Regions from separate parts of the Mus musculus genome. Here all the other regions are linked to region 1. Evidence: chromatin contacts called from public HiCAR-type and HiChIP or PLAC-seq data. All regions are on one chromosome and are shown on one strand. Each heading gives the region's core, a stretch centred on a gene start, on an enhancer-like site or on the middle of the called end of the contact. The rest is flanking DNA. Distances are from core to core; before and after follow the strand shown. Region 1 has its middle 85 kb from the start of Gm34282. Region 2 overlaps Sox6 (SRY (sex determining region Y)-box 6). Region 3 overlaps Sox6 (SRY (sex determining region Y)-box 6). Region 4 overlaps Sox6 (SRY (sex determining region Y)-box 6). Region 5 overlaps Sox6 (SRY (sex determining region Y)-box 6). Region 6 overlaps Sox6 (SRY (sex determining region Y)-box 6).

Region 1 (3,647 bases), core at 615-3,114:
CATTGTGTGTAGAACATTTATTGAATGGATAGACAGATAGATGGATGGATAGGTAGATAGGTAGGTAGGTAGGTAGGTAGGTAGGTAGATAGATAGATAGATAGATAGATAGATAGATAGATAGATAGATAGATACATGGTACTACTTTCTCCTGTGCAAGTAGCTATGATTGATAGCGTGACTGATTCTGAAATGATTTTAGCACTTAGGGAGCTAAAAGATGAAGGGAAATCTTGTGATAGTATGCAGATAATTGGAGCCTTGAATAATCCCTTACTATGCACTTGTAAAGCATCTACTGAATGCCAGGCTCGTTCCTGGTCCTTCGTATATCGTCATTCATTTCATACTATGACCAACTGTATGGAAAGCATGGTCGTTTTAGATTTAAAGATGAATAATATTGAGTATTTTTTTAAAAAAAAAAAGGGTTAAATAACTTCTGGCCAGCCAGAGTGCAATCAGATGCAGTAGTAATTTCAAGCTGAAGTTTTATCTGGTTCCAGAAAGAGAGACCTAAGAGAAAGACCATGAGGAAAGAGAGAAGAGAAGGGCCACGGGGAAAGAAGGTAGAGAGACTACGTGGAGAAACCCTGAGACAGTGTGTCCAGAAGAAGTCCTGATGAGCAGGTCACTGAGGGATTCACCATCAGTTCACCAGGAGAGAACAGACATAGGCAATGCTCGGACCAGAGCAAGATGGTGAGACTCAGCTTGAAGGTAAAGGGCCCTGGGGCTGAGCAACAGATAGCTTAGACTGTTAGAATAGATGAATACCTGCCAAGTCACAGAGGTTAAAGCTTGGTAATCAACTTAATAGATCTTTGTGTCAATTATTTGGGAAGTAGGACAAGAACACATACGACTTCAACTTTTAAATTACTACTACAGACAGGACTTCGGGCCCAAACAACACGTGTAATAGTTAAGACAAAGTAACATTAGGGCAAGTAAAAGAGAAAAAGGTTGAAGGCATGCCCTGGTCAGGGAGGTCAGACTCCAGCACAGATTAAGGTCTAACCAGGAGAATCAGAAATGGGAACATTCACTGTAAATTTTACATCTGATCCTTTCTGAGGAACCTTTTAACCCCAGGGGAAACCTTTTCAGACCTCCCAGGTGTCACCCAAGTAAGATATAGCACAAGGGTTCAAGAGGTCTGGTAGAATTGTTCCCACACAACGCAGTTCCGGAACACTCTGGAAACTGAGGCTTTAAGCAGATGCACCCAGAGTCGCTGCTCTGGCTCCCCAAGGACACTTCCAAGAGGCTTGCAGTTCTCATCTATGGACAGTAGGTGGCAGTAGGTCGTGAGAAATGTGGGTTCTCCTGGGCCCTGGCTATGGAGACCTAGCCTGCAGAAAAACGCGGCTGGGCTTGAGTTGCGCCTGGGAGCACACCCCCCGGGGGGGGGGGGGGGGGAGTGGGCCGCACTGCCCAGGTCAGCGAGGATCTTGCGGGTGGGGGCTCCATTGGCTCCTGCAGCGTTGTAGTCATGGGGAGTTCCCAAAGAGCGCCCAACCCATCCTGCCTCCCCCATCAGACCTTGTGCCAGGCGTGGATTCCCCTGCCTGGGCAGACAACCTGGTTTTGTTGTTGTTTGGTGGGAGAGGGGAGCGCGGAGGGAGCACAAAAGTTTACTTTTTATTTTCTAAGCTAAAGAATAAACCTCTGTTCAGGGGGACATGGCTGTATCCATATAGCTCACGTCTGGCTGCACAGAAGTGAGGTGTGCTTTTTCCTTCCCGTGGTACCAATGCCTGATGGGGTTCCCTGGGGGAGACACCTGTTTTATCCAGACCTCTGGTCTGCACTTACAACAAGGATCTCATGGCGCTGTTGTCTTGACCTTAGTAGCAGCCAGCTTTGCACCACTTGGATGCAGTATGTCCCAGCAGGGCAGTGGCTGAGAAGCTGCAAATATGATTCTCTCAGGACCTGGCCTCTTGGCTCTACCAGGACCTGGGCATTAGCCTACCCAGGCTGGATCTAGACCTCTGAATACTCTTTCATTTAACACCTGCACAAATCCTGCCATCCTCCCTTCCACCCCTCCCACATTGAAAGAGTCTCTCTCTCTCTCTCTCTCTCTCTCTCTCTCTCTCTCTCTCTCTCTCTCTCTCTCTCTCTCTCCTGGCAAACTCTTACAGTTGCCATAAGGCAAGTGGAGACTGAACACGGAGATCTCTGGGTGAGTATTTGTTAAAGGTTACAGAGCCAGTAGTCCAGTGCCTGACCTCAAACCCCAGGCTTCAAGGCATCCTTCACCTCCCACCCCTCTGCCTGCCAACAACAGGGCTGCTTCCGGGGCTCCCGGGCCAGGCCAGCCAAGGAAGCACAGACAGCCCCAGTGCATCTTTCTCTCTCGATCAGTGGGCAAATTAATTCACGCTATCTTTACATTATGTATAATGCTGCATGATTTTATTTTGCTTCATTCCCGAAATCTTTTACAGTAATTAGTAGCCGAGTAAAATATAAAAATTAATGCAATATAACACTTTAATGGTAATAATACACCATCCTGTCTAATTAATAAAATCTGTTGTTTCCAAGCACGGTTATTTATTTGACAAATTGATGGCACACATCCTGTTCATATCCCCTTTCCCGGCTCCCATCCTTTCAGTTTATTGAATAAAATTGTATCAGGAAAATAAACAGATTGTCTTCTGACCTGACAAGCGAGTGAGGAAAAACCCCTCACTCACACAGCCCTAATTGTTCTCAACAATATTCGCTAACATGCATCAAGAGGGCTTGGAAATGAAGCCTCATTTCCTAGCTCCTGTATTTTTTCCATTTAATTTAAATCTTTATAATTGTGTCTTCTTATTTTTTAGGGACTGGGGACCTAGCGAGTTTGAGGGGTGAGCTTTGTCCCTGTGGGCTGTCATTCTGATGGCCTTAACAAGCAGGGATGGTTCCCACTCTGCATAGAGATCAGAGTGGAGAGCTAGGCTCTTCTGAGCCCTGGTGGAGCACACTGAAGTCACCTCCAATGTGGCAGAAGAGGACCAGATAGGGAGCCGGGGACAGTCATATTGGAGGACTGTCATTAGGGATTAAAAGGGACATGGAAGGAGGGGTTCGGGCAGGATTCTGAGGCTTGGTGACGTCTGCTGGTGGGAGTGGAGCAGGGAACAATGTCCAGCCCGAGCGAGCATGTGCCGTTGGAACAGAGTGCTGATCTAATTACAGAGCCACTCTGTGCTCCCTCTCTCATGTAAGACAGGACGTTTATATGCTAAGTGTGAAAACATGAAAGCCTTAAGCTATAAATAGAACGGCAGAGATGGAGGGAGACGCACACAGAGGAAGAGAAGGCAGAAAGAGGAAGTAAAGGAGAGACTTGCCCCTTGCAGGTTAATTTCTAGCGTTTTTCCCTGAAAGAAAAATGATGTGCTGTGGTTGGTGTTCAGGAAGAGCCCCCGTCACCAGCTTTTAAGCTACATTTACTGCAAGAGAAAAGGCCCCCAAGTGCACACACGTGAGGACTCATCCGCTCTGGTGAAGTGACTTCTACACCAGAGAGACATCCACACAGAGACACAGAGTGCAGCCATGTGTGAGCGTGACTATGGAGTCCACACCACTGAATCAACACAGTCCCGCCCTGTCTAGGATGCCTAGAACATTGTACTGG
Region 2 (3,647 bases), core at 645-3,144, 500 kb after region 1:
ACCAGCCATGGTGTGACACACAGACACACCATCAAACATGCAGAAGGAACCTTAGTGGACTGTGGACTTTGGGGAGTCCATGATGTTGACACTGGTCCATTAGTAAGATGTGCTGTATGTTGACAGCTGGGAAAGCTGTATATAGGACAGGAAAAAAGACTACATGAGCATGCCCAGTACTGCCCAGCCAACCTTGTTGCAAACCTACAGAACTGCTGTGAAATATGTTTATCAGCCTACAAAAATTCTGCAGAAAATGAATAATATACACTACCATTTGATCATGTACAAGGAAAGAAATATAAGCCTGAAATAAGTTATAAGAATTAATAAATATATTAGAAAGATAATTGACTATGTGGTTAATATAATATATTTCTATATATTTGAAAAATATAGAAAAATAAAAGCAATGAATTTATAAAATATACAGAATTTCTACACATACACAGTAAAAACCCTATAAGATAGTAATAAAATAAATTTCTTAAATTTCAAGTAGAAGGATGTTGTGCTACGATTTTGAAAGACATGTTAAGATTAAGCCCTGCCAAAACATATCTAAAGATTTCAGCTAGACTGCTATTTAGTGACATGTCTGAGCCAGTAGGATGGCTCAGTGGCTCAAGGCACTTGCCACCAAACCTGATGACCAGGTCTCACATGATGGAAGCAAAGAACTGATTCCTGTAAGTTATCCTATCACCTCTAGATGCACATTGTGGCAAGTACACACACACACACACACACACACACACATACACACACACACTCACACAAAATGTAATTTTTTATAAAAGAAAATCAAAATCATTTCCTCAGGAGTACCACTGATAGACTCCACTAGAGTACAAGGCTGCCTACATCTTGCCACTCAACACATTATTGTATTACTTCCTCATTGATCTCTGTCAAATCAATCAGCCCATCTATCAGCTCCCTAGCACACCCTCACTGTTCCACAAAGCAAATGAGAAATAACTAAAGCCTCATACTTAATGCTAGTAAAGTTGAATGAAGAGTGAGAGTTGGGGCCCAAATCCTCCATGGGATCCACTGAGTGAGCAAACAGTATTCAATATACTTTCCTTTTGCTTGCTTTTGATGTGACCCTTATGTAGTCCAGACTGTCCTTGAGCTTGTGACTGGCCTGTCTCTCCCTCCCTAGGGCTGAGATTATAGTTATGTACAACTACACCAGTAGTAGACTTTCTGAAATTGCTTGCCTTTTTCTCCGTCTTAGACTTCAGTTGTTTTGTTACTATGTGTAAAAGGTGCCAGGGATCCTGAATGCTCAGCCACTGCAGGAGAGATCAGGAAGAACCCCAGGTAGGGAGGCACAATCTGGAGAGCAAAAACCACTGTGACTGTGATGTTGCTTCTCTTCAGGGAAGCTTCCCACAAATACTCTCCACCCTCAAGTTTTTGTCAGGGTTTTTTCCCCTTAAATAACCAAATGTTCCGCATTTATATGAGAAAATGACCGGCACAGGAATGGGAACTTGGGAATTCACAGCAGGGTGAGCCTGTCTATTATTAGCTCTTCACAGACTCCCGTCTCTCAGAGAGAGGACAATAAATTAAGTAACCATCCAGACTGTAAAAGCGTCTACCTAAATATGCTTCCCCACGCCCAGTTTTAATCTGGCTTAGTTTTCAACATTTACATTTTGAGCTAAAGGAGGCTCAAAGCTAAAATTATATTTTTGAGAAGAAGAATGTTAAAGAACAAAAAGCCCAACTGAAATCTAAATAAATTCCCCTTTCTTTTTACTTTGAGAGAGAACAGGAAGAATGACAACAAATTCTCAACTGACTATTGTCCTGTGTGGATTCCAAACACTGACCAGTTCTCTTGATTACACAGAGCACAAAGGCTCTTTCAACAGTTCCCCTGCACAGCTTGAAGATGGACTACATGTGCCTCTTAATCCTCTATTCAAACTTGGCAACAGTTAGTGGTATCAAAGGGAGTCCAGCTATGAGCTGAGCTCGAAGCTGGTGATACTGCATGCCTGAGAGTCTAGGCTCTGTGTGTGCATCAGGTACGAGTACTGAGCAGTTTCTAACCACAAAAACACATGCATCCAGCACATAGACAATTAACAGCTAAATCATGCAAGTGTCAAGACTCAAAGGTTGTGCACAGTTATTGGTCTAAATGTTTCATCAAATAAGCAAAACACAGAATAGGCCTCAAAGTGCACTTTAAAAGCAAAGATAATGTCTCAGAGTGCAAACTCTGCAAACTACTGAACACAGCCACAAACTAGTGAGATGTGTATAAAAGAGGGTGTAACACCACAGCAACCAAAGGCCATAGGCTCTGGTCTGCCATACATTTCACAGGCTATAGTATTAATAGACAGATGTTATGGCAGATCTTTTAAACAGATAATAACATCCTTTTTACATATAAAACTCTGTTCTCTGTACATGCTTAAAAAATATAAGCATTGCCTTCACTGCAAAAAAAAAAAAAAAAAGTCCCTTGTTAATCAGCATAGAGAGAAACCCTGCACTAGCATCTCAGGGTCGGATCAATGAAGCATTAAGATCAAAGCACTGAGAGGAATTCTGAGGTAGGAATCATAAATGACAAAATAATTAGTGTGGACAAAAACATTAGTGTGGGCTGTGTGATGCATCCATCCCTAGAAAAATGGCAAATCCCACTGGCAGCTACCCTGATCTCACACCTCCCACAAGCCCTGTCAAGTGACCTGCTGACAAATGACATTACTCCCTTGAAGTTGCCTAACACACTCTTTGTAAAAAGTTCTCAAACTCCAAAGCTTTCACGTTTGCAAGTAAACTATGAACTTTATGATCAGGGTTTTATTTCAAGTGGCTTCTATGGAGGATAGCAATAGCAATAAAAATATTAATAACAGTCAAGGTGATGACATACTTGAAAGAGCCTCAGACAGGAGTGAAAAAGACTTATAGTCTTGATTTCATCTTAATTTATAGTTTCCCAGAGAGCCTGGGGTTCTTCTAGATACAACACTGAGTCTCAATCACCCCTACTGCCAAACAAAATCTCAGGAGTAAATTATACTCAGCTTATTATGTTTCCACTGTGCTATGGAAAGGGAACACACTCTGAGCCTCTTATCCAAAACTGTCAGAAGAATGGCTGGGAGACTCTGAGCAGGATGCTTGATACATCTTCAAGCAAACCGTTCATCAGACAACGAGGAAGAAATGGTCCCTGAGAGCTTGGTCATTTATAGATTTGTGTTCTTAAAGTTCTCAATTACCAGCTCCTGGGCTCTTGGCTTTCCAATAATTACTGAGTATCATGAGACTACAGGTCTATATAACTGCCAACAGTCTTACAATCACCTAATGCTTATCAGGGAAACATGTTTTCACTTAGGAAGTATGGTGTTTTTTTAACTTTGAATACACATGAGAGAGAAAGACAGAAGGGGAGGAATCTTTACCCATACTTTACCTAGACTCAAATGTTAAGCAGGCAGCTGTATAGTTGTGTGTCTCTTAAGAGTGTGTCCTTTTCTTTAGACCTGTGCTATGCAGTCCAAATATTCACTAACATGAAGCTACTGAGGTCAGTTCGACTGAGCTACCTCCAACCCTATGCCACTGCAGCTATGTCATTTGCAGTTCAGTGACATTCCTCA
Region 3 (3,647 bases), core at 699-3,198, 450 kb after region 1:
TTTGGGTAAGGACCAAAGACACACAGGTTGAATTTATGTTTATATTTTTCAGTGAAGATGAAATTTTCCCTTCTCCAGTTTTAAAGCCTTTTCAACAACCTTTCATTTATTTTTCTTCCTCTTCTGCTTAGTAAACAGAGAAGCTGAGGTGGTATGTAAATAGCAGCTTCTTGTTCAAGGAAGAGCCAACAGTGCTATCTATAAAAGCTTGGGTGACTCCATTATGTGACCTAAGTTTACCAAAAAACACCAGTTAGATGAATCATTTTACAGAGTATAAAGACAGTGAAACTGTTGGATTGTAAACAGTAAAAGTGATTTTAAAACTCTTCCATTGGACTTAGCCATGTTTTTAAGGAAAATAAAACAAGGTAACAGTAGTATTTGTAAGTTAAGGTTTTAGGTACTCATATAACATTGTCACTAAAAAAAGTCAATTTTTTTCCCTTAAACTTAAGTAAAGTTTATCCATATATCAATTGATCCAATGATAGGTGATAGATAATTTATAGTCGATTGATGTAATAGAAAAGGTATAATATAGATAGATGGATGATAGATAATTGATAGGTGATTGATAGGCATATATGTAGACAGATGGTACATAATAAATGATACATAGCTAGTCAGATATAGATTGTAGGTGATAGGTAGCTAGATGATAAATGATAGTTAAATAGATCTAAATGATGGGCAGTACGTGATAGCTGGATGACATAGATAATTAACAGTTTGTACAGCTATGAGTCACAATAAGTGGCGCTGGGTGACATGTAAAATTCCTTTAGAATGAGAAATCCTATGTGTAGCCATCTCTTGGGTTCAGATCAGTGAGTAGTACATTCAAACAATACAATCATGTATGTTCTCTAAATGCATAGGTTGGGGAGGTGACTTTTCTGTTCCATACCCATTGTATACATTTGGCACAATGAATTTAAATATCAATATTTGAACATATACTAATAGATTTTTCTGTTTAAATTGATGAAGTATTTATCTACCCTGCTGTAATAAAAATAGTATCAAGTGTGAGTCAGTGATCCAAACAACCTGAGAACCCAGATTACTTCATTCTCAGACATGTTTCGTTGAACCGCGAGATTCCACTATTACGGAGAAACTAGAATGCTCAAGATGGCTGAAAGAAGAGGCAGCCAAAGGGGCATACAGGACTCCTAAGTACAACCAGGGAGTGTTAGAGAAGCAGGGGGTTATAAGATGCTTCTTCAACTAACTTAAGAATATGTGGGGGAAATCTTACCCTAAGTCATGTTTTGAGATTTGACCAAATCAACTTAGAGTAAATAAATAAGTAAATAAATAAGATAGGAACCTGGGATAAGCCCCATCTCAGCGGGCCAGCAGAGGTCATCGGTTGCCTAGCGTCATCTGTTTGACATCTTTAGACTATCTTAAAATGACTCTCTCAGACGCACTGCCAGAAAATAGCCTCTTCTGCCTTCCACTGAAAGCCAGAGGTAGCTTCATAAACCACAGAAAGGGAGCCAGTAAAAAGCTTCAGTACACAGCTTTTCTCCAAGTCAGTGCGCCTGCCTTTCCTGTGTGGCACACACAGGGTGTGTGTGCCTGACGCTTGCTCCTCCACGGTAAGCTGTATCTATCCTCCAACTGCAACACTGTATCTATCCTCCAACTGCAGAGACCGAGCTGCCAGCTGCAGCTCGGCTTTTCCTTTCTTTTTTCTTTCTTTCCTTTTTTCTTCCATGGGGTCATCTTTATCCCCAAACCACATCTGTCTTGAGTTTCTCTCGGATTAGTAAGGTGGATCAGTGCTCCCCGGGGCCTGCTCCAGCTGAAGTATTTTAATTTGACTAAACACCTGATTTATTTTATCTCTCCGATGAGAAAGGCAGTTTGTCTTAATAGAGCCTGTCAGCCCACAGCCCCATTCACAGCGATTTACAGGCGGCCGGGGACGCGGCGAGAGAAGAGTGCTGCGATTCTGTACTTTACCCTCCTCTGGAAAGCACCTAAAAGCAGCTATTCACTGCTACTGCATGTGGCATTTTAGAACTGAATTAGCTTTTTATTCAAGTAACTACACTTGTTGTGAATAGCTTATCTGTAAAATTGCTACATTCACTACTGATTTTATTAACCTTTGGCTCTATCACAAAATGGTCTTCAGTTAGGAAAGACCTTTAAAATTGACACGTTTTTTTTCCCCCCCTGAGGGGCCTTTATTCCAGTGACTTCAGATTTACTGAATTTGATCCACTGAATTCTTTACCAGTTGTAGTTAAAATTTTGAGCCTCAATAGGAAGTCAATAGTGTGTAAATAAGGAAACACTTTTTTAAATGTAAATATGGTGGCAATTTCCCTCATCAAAAGTTTTCAAATACCATCTTTTATTATAACAGTTCAGAATCACCCCTCTAACCTATTGATAATTTCTTTTTTAACTTTTACAAACCTCTCTTCAGACTCAACACCAAAGGGAAAAATACAAAATATATAAGAATCTATGTGGAACAGTTAATTTATTTTTTTGGCTTAAAATAGAAATCAAAAGTCATATTTAAGGTTAATTTAAAGTTCTTTCCCCCACATCAGTTCATAAAAGTTAGCACCATAATCTGCCAGCTAATTTTGCCCCTACAAATCCATATGATTACAATTGGTGGCACTAGAAAGAGAGCTGGGCACTAGGAGGCAAAGGCAGGCTCCGGGGCAGAGCCATGCACAGCAGGGTTGGGCACTTTGCGTGTGGACTGGCCTCAGTTCTTTTCAAATAGCTCCACACCCATGACTTGTAGAGCACAGGAATCTTTGTAGATAACCCCCTCAGCACTTAGTTGCAAAGTTGAACACTACTCTCCTGAGGGCTACATTTTTAGAAGAAAATAAGAAATGTGCACAGCAGTCAAGTGGGAGACAGAAGGAGACACTTAAAGAGAACAGGGAGGGAGGTCAGAGGGAAGGAGAGAGAAAAGGTAGCTGAAAGGCCAAGGGGGTGGGTGATAGAAAAAGACAGACACAGGAGAGAGAAAGAAGAGAGGGGGAGAGGAGAGAGAGAGCGAGCACTAAATTAAATTCTGTGCATTTCCCTGTATGTTTTTCCTTTCTAATGAAATGAGGGATTATGTTGTTAAAGTAATATTTACCAAGTCAAATAAAGCCAAGGGCAAGCGGCCGCATCTAACGCAAGTCTGAGGGGCTACAACATGAAACAACAGCTAACCAGCCTTTTTCATTAGATCCTGTGCCAGTTACTTTAACAGACTTGATAGAAGGTCACAGTGAAACTACAAGACTCTGCAGCTACAAATGCCTGCTCCTGGTGTGATGGAGAGAGAGCAGGCAGAGCCGCTGGAGTGGAGTTCCAATGAGGACAGACTTTTCCACATCAGTCCTAGAAGGATTAAAACACTTAACAGTCATTTCAAAGTGACACCAATCCAGGACCTCAGCCAACAATCCAGAAAGATTTTAAATTCAGTTGAAAAGAAAAGCTTTTACGAGTCAATTTTCAGGTCAGGTCTAATTGTTTTAAAATGGACACTGTTTGAGAAGAAAGCTAAAAATACAATGCCAATCATAAAAGAAAGCCTCATTTGATCCCTCCTGCCCTGGGGTAACCTGGTCAAGCTGCTGCCTCTCCCGCTTCAGCCCTGCACACAT
Region 4 (3,647 bases), core at 353-2,852, 430 kb after region 1:
AGACTTCATGACAGTGCCTCTGGGTATTAAACAAGGCATCTAACAAAAAGCACTTGGGAAGAAACAGCTTCTACTTATTTTCTTCCCCAAGTCAAAGTCAATATTTTCACCCTCACAATAGAGCTATTACCCCATTTCCTTCAGAGTCACCTGCACTCTAGTTGAAACAGTCATGGGGTGAAGTTGTATTCTTCACACCTGTTAATGATGCATCACAAAGACCACTTCACAAATGCCATCAAATAAGGTGTCTATCTGCTGTCCATCTCTACAACTGTAATGAATAGTTGCCACTTTTCTATTCTGTAACATAGACTCTACCACGTACACTAGACAGTGCTACACGAAGTGAGCAAGAGGTGTCTGAGTTTGTGCCAGGATACCATATATGAAGGATTCCGGATGTTTTTATGTTATATATCTTAAATATAGATTTAACAGTATTTGGAAGAAACTTTTAATCACATCAATTGTGAATATTCTATAATTTATTTCATATCATAAAGCCATGCTTTATTCTTGAGACCTAAGTTCAGAGTTTAAAGAGATCTCCATTTACAGATAACCCTTTATAATAACCCAAAGAACTCGTGTTTCCTGCTTCCTGCTTTAAGAACATAAAAATCCAACGATTAGTCAGAAGATGGTCATTTCTTATGATTAACCCTATCTTTATAATTCCCTGCATTCCCATGCAGACACACTAAAATGGACTCCAGTAGGCAGTACCTGCTGGAAAGTACTGATTCTGAAAAAGAAAACCCTTCAAAGATAAAGATCAGTCGTCAAAACAAAACAAAACAAGAGGAAGAGCAAAGGGGCACTTCCTTGGCATCCTTTCTTTTCTGCTGAGGCACATGTAGCCTTCATCTGTTCTGGCAGAAGGACAGATCTTCATCTGTTTGTGCCCATTGTACAGTTGGCTGATATACAATCAGAGGAACACAATACAGCTGTAATGAAGTAAACATGGCAAATGTGGGAACCTGATGAAGACAAGAACAGTGCAAAGGGGAATATTCACGTGACTTCCCACCTGCACCCTTTAACAATGTGGATTGCACTGAGACAAATGAAAGATTCAAAGCCCAAATCTCCTACAGAAAAGGTTGCCATAAGGACCCCTCCACATTTGAAGACAGTGCTGTCAAAAGAAAGGTTCATAGTGTTTCCAGGGGTGCTGCTTAGTAAATAGTTTAAATTCCTTCCACTTGAGACAGAAATCCCAAGTATATTGGCCTCTCCCCTCCCCCTCTATTGAGTTAATATTCCATGATATACACCAGGACTACTGAGGGGAAAACCTCTCTTCAAACAGCAGAGATCAGCAAATGGCTATTTCACAGAGAATAAAAATATACCCTAGTAGTTAAAAACAAACAAACAAACAAACAACAACCATGTGGCAAAGCCATGTTAATAAACCTGGAGTAGTGTAAACTATAAGAGAGTGGCTAAGCGGAGAGAGTAATTAGCCTTTAGCATCCTCTTCCTTCAAGAATGCATCCTCCTGTGTTCTTTTGAACAGCTCCAGCCCTGGCTGCCTTTGTTGGGCTTGGAAATTGTTCACATATGAGAGGAATTAAGCCCTCATTTAACAGAGGCACATGCCTGTCAAGACCAGAGGAACAAAGACTAGTCCCTGGGGTCTGTTCAGCTCCCAGAGGCTGCCACTCATTCTGTTAGCAATGCTAACCCTTTACAGAATGTGCATAAAACCCAATAAATCATTTCATCTACTCTGCTTAATGCATAAGAGCCTGACCAGTTTTCGGTGTTTTTCTTGTACAAGTTCACAGCTAGTTGGAAGCAAACAAACAAAAAAAAAGTTCCTATTGTTTGTTTTCAAAATGTCCTGAGACTTTTCTTTTGTAATGTGAATGTCCTGAACACTATCCACAAAAGTAAGGAGGCAGTGTCTCCTCAGATCTCCTCACACAGATCTTTCCCACGTGGATGGTTAATCTTAGCTCTCATTCTGTAAACGCCAGTGCCTCTCACAGCCGGGTTTAAGCCCAGCTACAGGAGCCATTCCTGGCAACACTAAAATGGAGAGGCCGAGAACACCACAGAATTGCCATCCTATTCAAATTCAATACCTCACCCCTCTGGATAGAAGGGCAAAGCATTCTCAAGGCAGAGCATGCAAGGACTGCTTACTGCAGGCTCTTTGCACCAGGAAAGTGCAACAGCCTTCTTAGAAGCCTAAATACCTTCCCATATTCTTATTTCCCAGGATATACAACATTCCTCTGGGGAAAGATACTGATGAAGCAATCTTCAGAGTATTGCCTCTCACCCAACCCCACTTACTACTTTACCTGATGATAAGGCTGTGGAGGTAGAGCACCAACCATGCTTTAAGAGTTTTCAGTTTTTAAAGCAGTGAAGAGACAGGCTAGAGTGAAATGAATATGTGTTCATACTTATTAAAATGACTACTCCATTTAAAAGTAAATTGCTCGTTTCACCTGACTGTGCTGCATTTAGAGAGAGCAAACATGCCAAGGCTCTGCTACAATGGTGTTAATATTCCCAGAAAATGCAGAGTTGCAGGGCTGCCAGCTTCAATTCTTAAGGTGCCCTGAACTCAGGAGCCATAAGAGCCTGGTAGCACAAGGACTGTCCCTTAAGCAGCAGGGGGAGAAAAGCAGGCCTGAGTCTGCTAAGTAAAACCAGATCTAGCCAGTGGATATCTGACAAAGCCCTACAGTTAATGGGGACCATAAACAAACCATGAGACCAGCATGGCAGGAGCTTCCCAAGAATCATTGTTATAATAAGCTTCATTCCTATTTACTTAGGTAGCTGTCAGTTGTTCAATGGGCACAAATGCCTTATGCAAGAACAGATAAACTATACCCATGTCTCAGCAGAAAGGAAAGAATGAAGTGGTAGTACATCAGAGTCCTTCTCATTTGTAATTCTGGATCCTCCCCAGACGGTTTATCCATTTTCAAATAACAAGTTGTTTTCACGTTTGAACCACAATCACATCTTGCAGGCCGTGGCACAGGCAGATATCAGAATGCAGTGCCACAACAAAATTAAATAATCCTTGAAAAAATACAACAAAGTTTATTTATAAAAAATGGCATTAAGGTGAACTGTCTAATAAGAACTTAGATTTGCTTAGATAGAACATTATATGGTTCTGTTTTAGATTCATCCCTAAAGCCCTGAAATATATTAGAATTTTAGTGAGTAATTACCCTATTTACTTCAAACAAAATGGGAGGAAATCGAAAAACCATATTAAGCGCTACCACACATCAGAAATGAAATTCTCTCATATTTTCATCATACAACCCAATAAATAAATTGTAGTTGGAAAATTCATTGGTACCAGAAGATGAAACATAACTAGCTACAAATGAAGAAATAGCCGTAAGGAGTCACATCCAAGTTATCTACACAGGAAACCCACTTCCAGGAAGCATATAGGGAAATTTCCCCTTTGTTGATTGACTGACTCCCCTCCCCCGAGTTAGACAAAGTTCCAATCATTTAACCTCTCTTTCTAAATGAAAATGCAACTGGTGGTGAAATCAGCAGACTGAGAACTGCTCTGTATATTCTGTATGCCGCTGACGGAACACTTCAGTGGGATGTGTTGTCATTTCCTGCAATTAATAATACCTTGGAAA
Region 5 (3,647 bases), core at 852-3,351, 410 kb after region 1:
AGTTTTCGCTTCTACTAGGTGGCAAAAGTTAAAACATAAGCTGTTGCATACTTATTAAAGCTAAAGAAAATTAACATAAAGAAACTGGATTGGTGCTTGGTAGCTTGAACCACAAATGATAACTACAAATCACTAGTCAAACTTAGATGGTAAGTACTAACATAAAGGCCTGTTTGGTTAATGGCTCTGTTTTGGGTTTGGAATGTGGCAACATGAGAGATCAGCAGAGGATTGACTTCTGTCCTGGCTTTTAACACACAAGGGCTTGGCTCAGGACCCTCCCGTGTTGCCCTCTGCCAAGGATAAGTGAAGAGTGTGTTAAGTAAAGTATAAGAATGGAGCAAGGAAAACACAATTTAAGAAAAAGCTAAATAGATGCTCTGAAAACTGAATCTTTAAGGTGTCTCCATGCTTAGCATGTAAGAGAAGAGACAGTGAGACCTAGCTCATGCCCCAGCTGCCTGTGGTTTGGATTTCTCCATTAGGCCTCCTGTGGAAGTGTCCTAATAAGGGTTAATATTTCCCTACTAAAGTTGGAAATGCACCAGATTATTCTTACTCAGACACGAGATCCTAGGGAGGGCTGAGTTGGTTCCAGCCTGGACAGCTTCATCTTTTCCAGTAAAACTACCAGCAAAGCCATTATGTCTTAGAGACTGAATGCTTTATGTCACCTGGGTAACTCTAAAGAGCCTACAAGTTCTGTCACAGCATATTTCCTCGAAAGGAAAAAGCCGGCAGAGTTTGATATGGTTAAGCACAGCAGGGCAAATCTTGCTTCCTGAGTCATTTCCTTCCCAGGGTTCTGTGCAATCCCTTCTTCTCAGTTCCAGTGGGAGAGAAAGGAAAAGCTCCCCTCTCCACTCTACACACTGGTCTTCTGTCCTATCTTCAAGGAGAAATGCATGTGACTAACAGTGCTCCAGCATCCTGAGGGCATGGCCTGCAAGCTGCACTGGACAGCAGTTCTAGGTCAGGTTTTGATTTTTCAGCTCCCCTCTTCTTCCCCAACCTCAGTTATTCACTGTGAGAGTTCAAGCCTACTACTGACTACATACCAAAAGCACAGCCTGATGAAGCTGGGAATTGCTGTGAGCCTCCAATGAGCCTTCAACAAACCTTTCAAAGAGGACTCGCCATCGAGTTAGAACTGCCTCATTCAGTGTCTTTTCATACAAACTCACTGCAACAACTTAACACCTCATGCGTAGCACATGACCACTGAGACGGACCTGAGTACCACTGTCTGATCCTGCTTGCTAGCCAATTAGCAAACACAGGAAAAGCAATGCCTTCCATTTACCACTCTACAAAAATCTAAAGTATGTTCTGCCAATCAGTTACCCAGCTAGACCACCCATGGCTGATTTTTTTTTCATTCTTCCACCTTGGAATAATATGGGAGGAAATTTCGTGTGTGCTGTCCTCTTCCTGCATTTTCCAGCTAGATTAAGCTGTTGTCTATGCAATTGCCTCCCAGCTGCCGTGACTTATGAAAACAACAGACCCTGCTCTGTTGTCTGGAGAAAGCAGGGTTGTTATGAGTAACTTTATTGCAGGCACATGAGTGTGTTAAGACTTTAAAACACGCTCAAATGTCATGTGCACACCCAATGACGGGCAAGAATAATGATGAAAAAACAAGAGATCTATGTCTATGAAACCGTGTTGGACAAAATGGGCCATTCATTGTGTTCCCCTGGGAATGCCTGGACTCTGCAGTCAGAAAACAAAAAAGGCACTTTTTTCCTGCCGTAGGCTGAATGCTTAGCTTTGCCATCTGAGCCATAAGAAAACACGGGCCCCTCTGCTGCGGGTGCACCCACACACGCTAAAAAATAGTAATGCCTCTCTTTCCTGACTTTTTTTTCCTTTCCAGGCAATCCCCTCTGTGTAGGCTGTAGCCAATATAATGTCAACACAAAGACAAAATAGTTTATCTTACAGCAGTCCCCAACAATTTCCCTCTTGTCCTCAGCTAATTGCCCTTCCCCCAACATTCAAAAGGAAAAGCAAATAAAAAGATAACCTTTACTCCAGTGGTGAGCTTAGTATTGGCACAAATTTTATACACAGCAACGTCCCTTGTGTTTCCTTGCATGTGGCTACTGTGAATGCTCCACCACATAAGCCAGAGGACTTGTTTACCTCTGCATTTTGCCCTTCTCCTAGCAAAGCTTCTGGGGCATTTTTGCTAAGTTTGCCAGCTTCTCAAGAGCACCCTCTTGTCTCCACATCAACTCCAAGGCATCCTTCCTGCCAGTGTGTTTACATATATTATAGGATGGAATGACAAATGAACCTCCAGGTCATTTTAGCCCCAAAACATCTTAATGTGCTTATTTTGCTGGAAGTTCAAAGCTTTTGTGCTTTATTGCAATTTTCGAGCATAGTCGTTTTATATAAATAGACAAGGTATGTTATTCAGTGATTTTCCTAGATGGATACACTTGCACATTGATGGTCCACTGTCGATGCTACAGTAATTTCCTTGGCAGCTGAATCAGCAGAAAGAATAAACAAATTTCCAAGAGTAAGCTTCTACCCAGGATCTTCAATCTTGAACCCTCTTAGTACACTCCAGGAAAGCAATGGAGGAGTCTTGCTCCACGGCAAGGTGTGCAGGAAGGTGTTAGAGAGCAGATGGAAGGCCATCAATCCCACCTCATCTTCCTTTCTGGAACGCAGCTCCCTGCTCTTGAATTCCCACCCAGCAACCACTGAAGGCGCCTGGCAATAAACTGGGGGCAGACTGCAGGCTTCTGTGGCTGTTTCTAAGAGTTTAGCACAGCACACATACGCCAACCCTGTGACTAGAGGAAGTGTTTGAAAACTGTTCAACATGTGCCTTGTTTTTACATAGTGAGCAAATGGCTTGGAAATGCAACAGTTGAGAGAATGAGATATACATTTTGTCTGACAATAAAAGTTGGTTATCTTTTGTTTAGCTAACTAGTGTTAAGGTAGCAGGCAAGCCTAAAGATAGTTAATTGTGGGTGTGTGTATACATACCAGAGGACACAGGGTATATTTAGCCAGCCTACTGGTTGTTTTGACTGCTCTGAAAGCAGTTGATTTCATGGACTAAGCAGTTAAGTTTGAATCTATGACTGAATTAAGGAAGTCAGAAAGCATTTCAGAAACTATCTAGTCGCTTAACACTGGGTCAGTTCACTTACTACTTAATTTAAGTCTGCTGTGGCTAGAGACACTCACAGAAAAATCATTCAAGCCACGGTTAAAGCCAGAGCATCAGAGAAGTTGGTGGCATCAAATAATCCTGATGAGAGCTATGTATATCTCTGAATGGGAAGAGCTATGTGGTCATCAGCCTCCCTGCAGAAGGAGGAGATACCTCTCCAGGGGGAGAAAGCATACCAGGCCACAGTCTAGAACTAGAGTTCAGCTTCAATATTTCTCAGGAAAGGCCTGGGGCTAGGAATGCCTGTAGCACTCTGCAGAGAGGCCCAGTCACAAGAGCACTGAGAGAAGACCTCACTGAGGTCCAGGGATGACGATGACCAGCCTGCTGGAGCCACTCATGAAGTATGAGAGTTTGCTAACTTACAGACCCCAAACCTGGACCAAAGCAGCACACTGACCTGGTGCTCAAGTCCTAGTGACAAGGAACATACATTAGTCCTGTC
Region 6 (3,647 bases), core at 740-3,239, 350 kb after region 1:
CCAAGGGTACACCTCCTTTAGCTATCACCTCTGCTCACTAATTGTGTGGTCTTCTATAAGCCATTTAATCTCTCACAGACGGGAAATGGGACACAGGCAGAACCTTCTCCACAAATTACTGTGGCAGTAAACTGAACTCATTATTGGTACTTCTTGTTCGTATAGCACATTTTCCTTAAGAGGCCATTTGTAGGGCCGAGGCTGGAGCTTGGCAGATAGAGCACAAACTTAGCCTGTGAGGTGGGAGAGAGGGTGGGAGATTAGAGAGAGAGTGGACATTCTTGGTTGGGGATGTAGCTCAGTGGTAGAGCACATGTCTAGCATGTGCAAAATTCTGTATTCAATCCCTAACACTAGAAAAAATAGACCAGAAATAAAAACAGGCAAACAAAAAACCAGGAAAACAAAGACTAGGCTGAGAAAAGTATTTACAAATGACGGAAACACCATGGCTGGGAACAGTTTTGACTAAAAGCACTTGGCTGAGCTTTGCTCCAAGGAAGCTCTAGAAATAGGCCCTTTGCTAGCTGAAAGGTAAAATCACCATGAACAGAAAGAGCCCAATCCCTGCACACGGCTGGCCTGGGTTTAGTATGGTCTCCTTCCAGCCTGTTCCTTTGAGCCAGCACTGGGAGGTTGCATACTACAGAAATAAGATGCTCATGCTGAGAGTGAATGTGGCAAGATTTATAAAAGTTACCATCCCCTCTGGTGACAGGGGAAGTACCATGCTATTCTCTAGGGAATAGGAGATTTGTTTGAACTTTGTTGTTATTGTCTATTCTTGGAGAGAGAGAGAGAGAGAGAGAGAGAGAAAAGAACTTTAAACATTCAAAGCCCTGGCCTTTATGGAGAGTGTTATGGCTCTTACTATCTCTTCTAAGCCTACTGTACCATGTCTGAAAAACTCTATTCCTGATGTCAAATCGCAGCTTCGGTTTGTTAAGAAAGCATCTTTCCAACAGACCATGGAATATTTATGTCTCTGTGCAGCTCTTTGAAGGAATAATCTTATGTTTCTTGTGCCTGTCTTGGGTCAGAGGTTCAGATCAGCATTTCTTTCTGTCATCCCTTATATGCTGTGTGATAATTTACAGCACAGTAAGATGAATCATAAAACAAAGTGACTATTTGACTTCAGCGACTAATTCTAGTTAATCAAAGATTTCCAGCCTCCTCTCAGCATGAATGCTGTGTGGAAAATATGAGAAGAACAAAGCGTTTTGTCAAGTAACACACCTCGTGATATAAACACATATGTCTCTTAAAGGAAATTTTATCGTTTCCACATTATCGGCACACAAAAGGCACATTCTTGTCACAGACCTGGTGTGACTGTGGAGTCATCGTTGTTGGAAACAAGAGCCTGATTAGGTTCCCACACAGATATGAATAGACTTTCCTTCTTTTTATTTTTTGTGAAATAGCTGCTTTTATTCCTTTTCAAACAGACTGGTAATTGTCACCCTAAAAACACTGAATTGTGCTCAGGCAACATTTGTTTCTGCTCTTTCTTCCTGTCGTTTTAGAGTCAGCCAATAACATTACTGTCCCTTCTTGTTGGTCTTCTTCTGGTAAGTCTGAGTTAATCCACAGCTGTGTGGATGTGAAAAAGGTACACAGCAGGCTACGGCTGCTTGGTCTCTTGTCTGCTAATAAAGTGAGCAGTCTGCAGGACAGATGTTAGGGGATCTGTTAAATAAGTCAGTGACAGAGATCCTGACCTCTGCCAGGGAACATTTTATTATTCCAGAAAGGGGCATAATTACAACACGCTAACAATGAGAAGAACAGAGTCTTTCTCTACAGATTTAACTTCTCCTTACGTGTTTTGGTCAGGATAAGAGTATCCAGGCCCATTCACGGAGAAGCAGTTTGATTCTGCTTCACAAACTGCAGATTACGGGATTTCCCCAAATCCCCAGGAAATGGTTGGACCTTGGCTTTGTGTCAATCTTCCACAGTGTTGTTTATTCAGCATGTATCATTACACTATTTGTACAGTGTCACTTGCCACAGGGCACCATTGTACTGAAGGGAATATCAATCTTACCAAACACAGTTCCCTAACTATTAATTCCAATATAATGGGAAATGTAAACTAGAGATCAAATTAATATAGGAATAGAACACACTAAAGTTACTCGGTAGACCTTGTACTGATTTACTATTCCTGGCAGGAGTAAAATTATTTCTCCACAGCCATTGCAGACGCCCCCTCATGTTGCGGAAAAGGCTGCTGCTCTCTGACTCCACGCTGGCCTTTCCAGGCTTACCTCTGCTTGCTCTGCACATTCAACCTGGACCACGGACCTCTAAAGGTGCCACATTGTTGCTTTTGTCCCCATGTTCCCATGCTGCTGTTTGTTTAGGGATCTCTCTAGGTCTCTGTCATTGTGCCTCCCTCCTCACACTCTCTTACCAGGAGTCAATATTGCCAGCATCTCACCCCAGGAATTTGCCAGAACTGCCCCAGGCAGAGCTAAGTGCTTCCTCCTCCCACAGTGTTTTCAAACTGGGAACACATCTATTTTAACAATTATTATGCTGCTTGCTAGATTGTGGGCCCTCAGAGGGCAAGGGTTGAGCTTTATTGATATTTCTATATCCCAAACAGAAAAGGGTGCTTACAACATAGTAGCCATTTAGCACACATTTGGAAAACTAATGTATAAGTGAACTGAATAATCTTTTATAATGCCTACCATCGCTACAACAAGGTTTTTTTTTATTTTGTATTTTAATGGATAATCTTAATTATGTGGGTGCAACCAAATGCAAACACACACACACACACACACACACACACACATACACACACACACACACCTAGTATCTATATCACCAAAAATAGATAAAAATACAAAGCATACTGTTTTCTTGCTTTCTGTTTTTATTCAACCCAAACTTATTTACACTAAGCACCGAGGCTCTTCTTTGCCTTGGTGCCTGCATTTCTCTGCACCCTCACCCAGGCCACCAGTAAACACTGCAGCTCTAGCAAGCTAATCTAGCTCTTTGGGTCACAGTTTCTTTAGTATAAAATCAAAATATTCATTAAGCACTTGGCAGTGTGCAAAGCACTTTCCTTGGGGATTTTATCCCAATGGACATCATTTCTAAAACCACTTAACAGAAGGATCTGGGTACTGGGAAGGTTAATTTGTCCAAATTCAAGCAACAGGCTCAAGATAGGACTTGGCAGGTGAGACTGGTCAAGGGTTTTCTATCTTTCCAGCTATGAAAATCTGTGGCTTTCACAATATTACTATTGACTTGTGAAAATTCTTTTTCTGTATTTTCTGTTCTTTTTGGGTTTTTTTTTTTTGTTGTTGTTGTTCTTTATCAGTAGGAAATCAAAACTAAAGTACTCTAATTGCCAACTGGCTGTGATCGCCATAAGTACACCGTGGGGGGGGTGGCTTCATGGCTTTTGAAGTCAGGAGCATGAGATACATATACTCGGTCAAAATATTCCTCAGCATTTAGATACAAGGGTTTGTAAATACAGAAGCATCCTCAACCAATGAACACCGATGTGTTATCTGTTCACTTCGCTCTGAACCACTATGTGTTTCTGATTTCCTCCCTGGAGGGTAGGAAATTGCTTAATTTGCTTGCTTAACTGAAGGACATCAGACATAACT

What was found. HiCAR-type assays count read pairs that join an accessible place to other places. HiChIP or PLAC-seq counts read pairs in DNA pulled down with a chosen protein or histone mark.
Region 2: an H3K27ac HiChIP or PLAC-seq map of oligodendrocyte precursor cells shows a contact between it and region 1, with 11 times the contacts expected there. The contact joins two enhancer-like sites. A contact is called at or near these places in 6 of 115 datasets of contacts at active chromatin or transcription factors (T-cell acute lymphoblastic leukemia, embryonic basal ganglia, embryonic forebrain and 3 more).
Region 3: an H3K27ac HiChIP or PLAC-seq map of oligodendrocyte precursor cells shows a contact between it and region 1, with 7 times the contacts expected there. The contact joins two enhancer-like sites. A contact is called at or near these places in 6 of 484 Hi-C or Micro-C datasets (the N1E-115 cell line, cortical neurons, forebrain and 3 more) and 8 of 115 datasets of contacts at active chromatin or transcription factors (SST interneurons, embryonic basal ganglia, embryonic forebrain and 5 more).
Region 4: a HiCAR-type map of astrocytes shows a contact between it and region 1, with 3 times the contacts expected there. The contact joins two enhancer-like sites. A contact is called at or near these places in 4 of 115 datasets of contacts at active chromatin or transcription factors (astrocytes, embryonic basal ganglia, embryonic stem cells and 1 more) and 2 of 9 other capture datasets (embryonic tail and embryonic trunk).
Region 5: a contact with region 1 is called in a HiCAR-type map of astrocytes, with 2.9 times the contacts expected there. The contact joins two enhancer-like sites. A contact is called at or near these places in 5 of 484 Hi-C or Micro-C datasets (the N1E-115 cell line, Th1 cells, cerebral cortex and 2 more), 5 of 115 datasets of contacts at active chromatin or transcription factors (astrocytes, embryonic basal ganglia, neural tube and 2 more) and 1 of 9 other capture datasets (embryonic stem cells).
Region 6: a contact with region 1 is called in a HiCAR-type map of astrocytes, with 2.5 times the contacts expected there. The contact joins two enhancer-like sites. A contact is called at or near these places in 2 of 484 Hi-C or Micro-C datasets (cerebellar granule neurons and uterus), 3 of 115 datasets of contacts at active chromatin or transcription factors (astrocytes, embryonic basal ganglia and large pre-B cells) and 1 of 9 other capture datasets (embryonic stem cells).

Annotation. Positions count from the first base shown.
Region 1 is chr7:115,215,652-115,219,298 of GRCm38.p6, forward strand. No RefSeq gene overlaps it. Among named protein-coding and RNA genes, the nearest start is that of Gm34282, 85 kb to the left of the region's middle. Within about 2 kb of position 1,865, at least 140 of the 459 cell types and tissues checked have an H3K27ac peak or open chromatin away from gene starts, as enhancers often do. A contact at or near this core is called in the N1E-115 cell line, SST interneurons, astrocytes and 3 more, where this site is marked.
Region 2 is chr7:115,720,272-115,723,918 of GRCm38.p6, forward strand. The region is part of intron 4 of Sox6 (SRY (sex determining region Y)-box 6); the gene reads right to left. Among named protein-coding and RNA genes, the nearest start is that of Gm51455, 220 kb to the left of the region's middle. Within about 2 kb of position 1,895, at least 54 of the 459 cell types and tissues checked have an H3K27ac peak or open chromatin away from gene starts, as enhancers often do. A contact at or near this core is called in embryonic forebrain and oligodendrocyte precursor cells, where this site is marked.
Region 3 is chr7:115,665,318-115,668,964 of GRCm38.p6, forward strand. The region is part of intron 5 of Sox6 (SRY (sex determining region Y)-box 6); the gene reads right to left. Among named protein-coding and RNA genes, the nearest start is that of Gm51455, 170 kb to the left of the region's middle. Within about 2 kb of position 1,949, at least 56 of the 459 cell types and tissues checked have an H3K27ac peak or open chromatin away from gene starts, as enhancers often do. A contact at or near this core is called in the N1E-115 cell line, SST interneurons, embryonic forebrain and 2 more, where this site is marked.
Region 4 is chr7:115,644,224-115,647,870 of GRCm38.p6, forward strand. The region is part of intron 7 of Sox6 (SRY (sex determining region Y)-box 6); the gene reads right to left. Among named protein-coding and RNA genes, the nearest start is that of Gm51455, 150 kb to the left of the region's middle. Within about 2 kb of position 1,603, at least 55 of the 459 cell types and tissues checked have an H3K27ac peak or open chromatin away from gene starts, as enhancers often do. A contact at or near this core is called in astrocytes, where this site is marked.
Region 5 is chr7:115,623,415-115,627,061 of GRCm38.p6, forward strand. All of the region lies in intron 7 of Sox6 (SRY (sex determining region Y)-box 6), which reads right to left. Among named protein-coding and RNA genes, the nearest start is that of Gm51455, 130 kb to the left of the region's middle. Within about 2 kb of position 2,102, at least 53 of the 459 cell types and tissues checked have an H3K27ac peak or open chromatin away from gene starts, as enhancers often do. A contact at or near this core is called in the N1E-115 cell line, astrocytes and oligodendrocyte precursor cells, where this site is marked.
Region 6 is chr7:115,562,927-115,566,573 of GRCm38.p6, forward strand. The region is part of intron 9 of Sox6 (SRY (sex determining region Y)-box 6); the gene reads right to left. Among named protein-coding and RNA genes, the nearest start is that of Gm51455, 67 kb to the left of the region's middle. Within about 2 kb of position 1,990, at least 37 of the 459 cell types and tissues checked have an H3K27ac peak or open chromatin away from gene starts, as enhancers often do. A contact at or near this core is called in astrocytes, where this site is marked.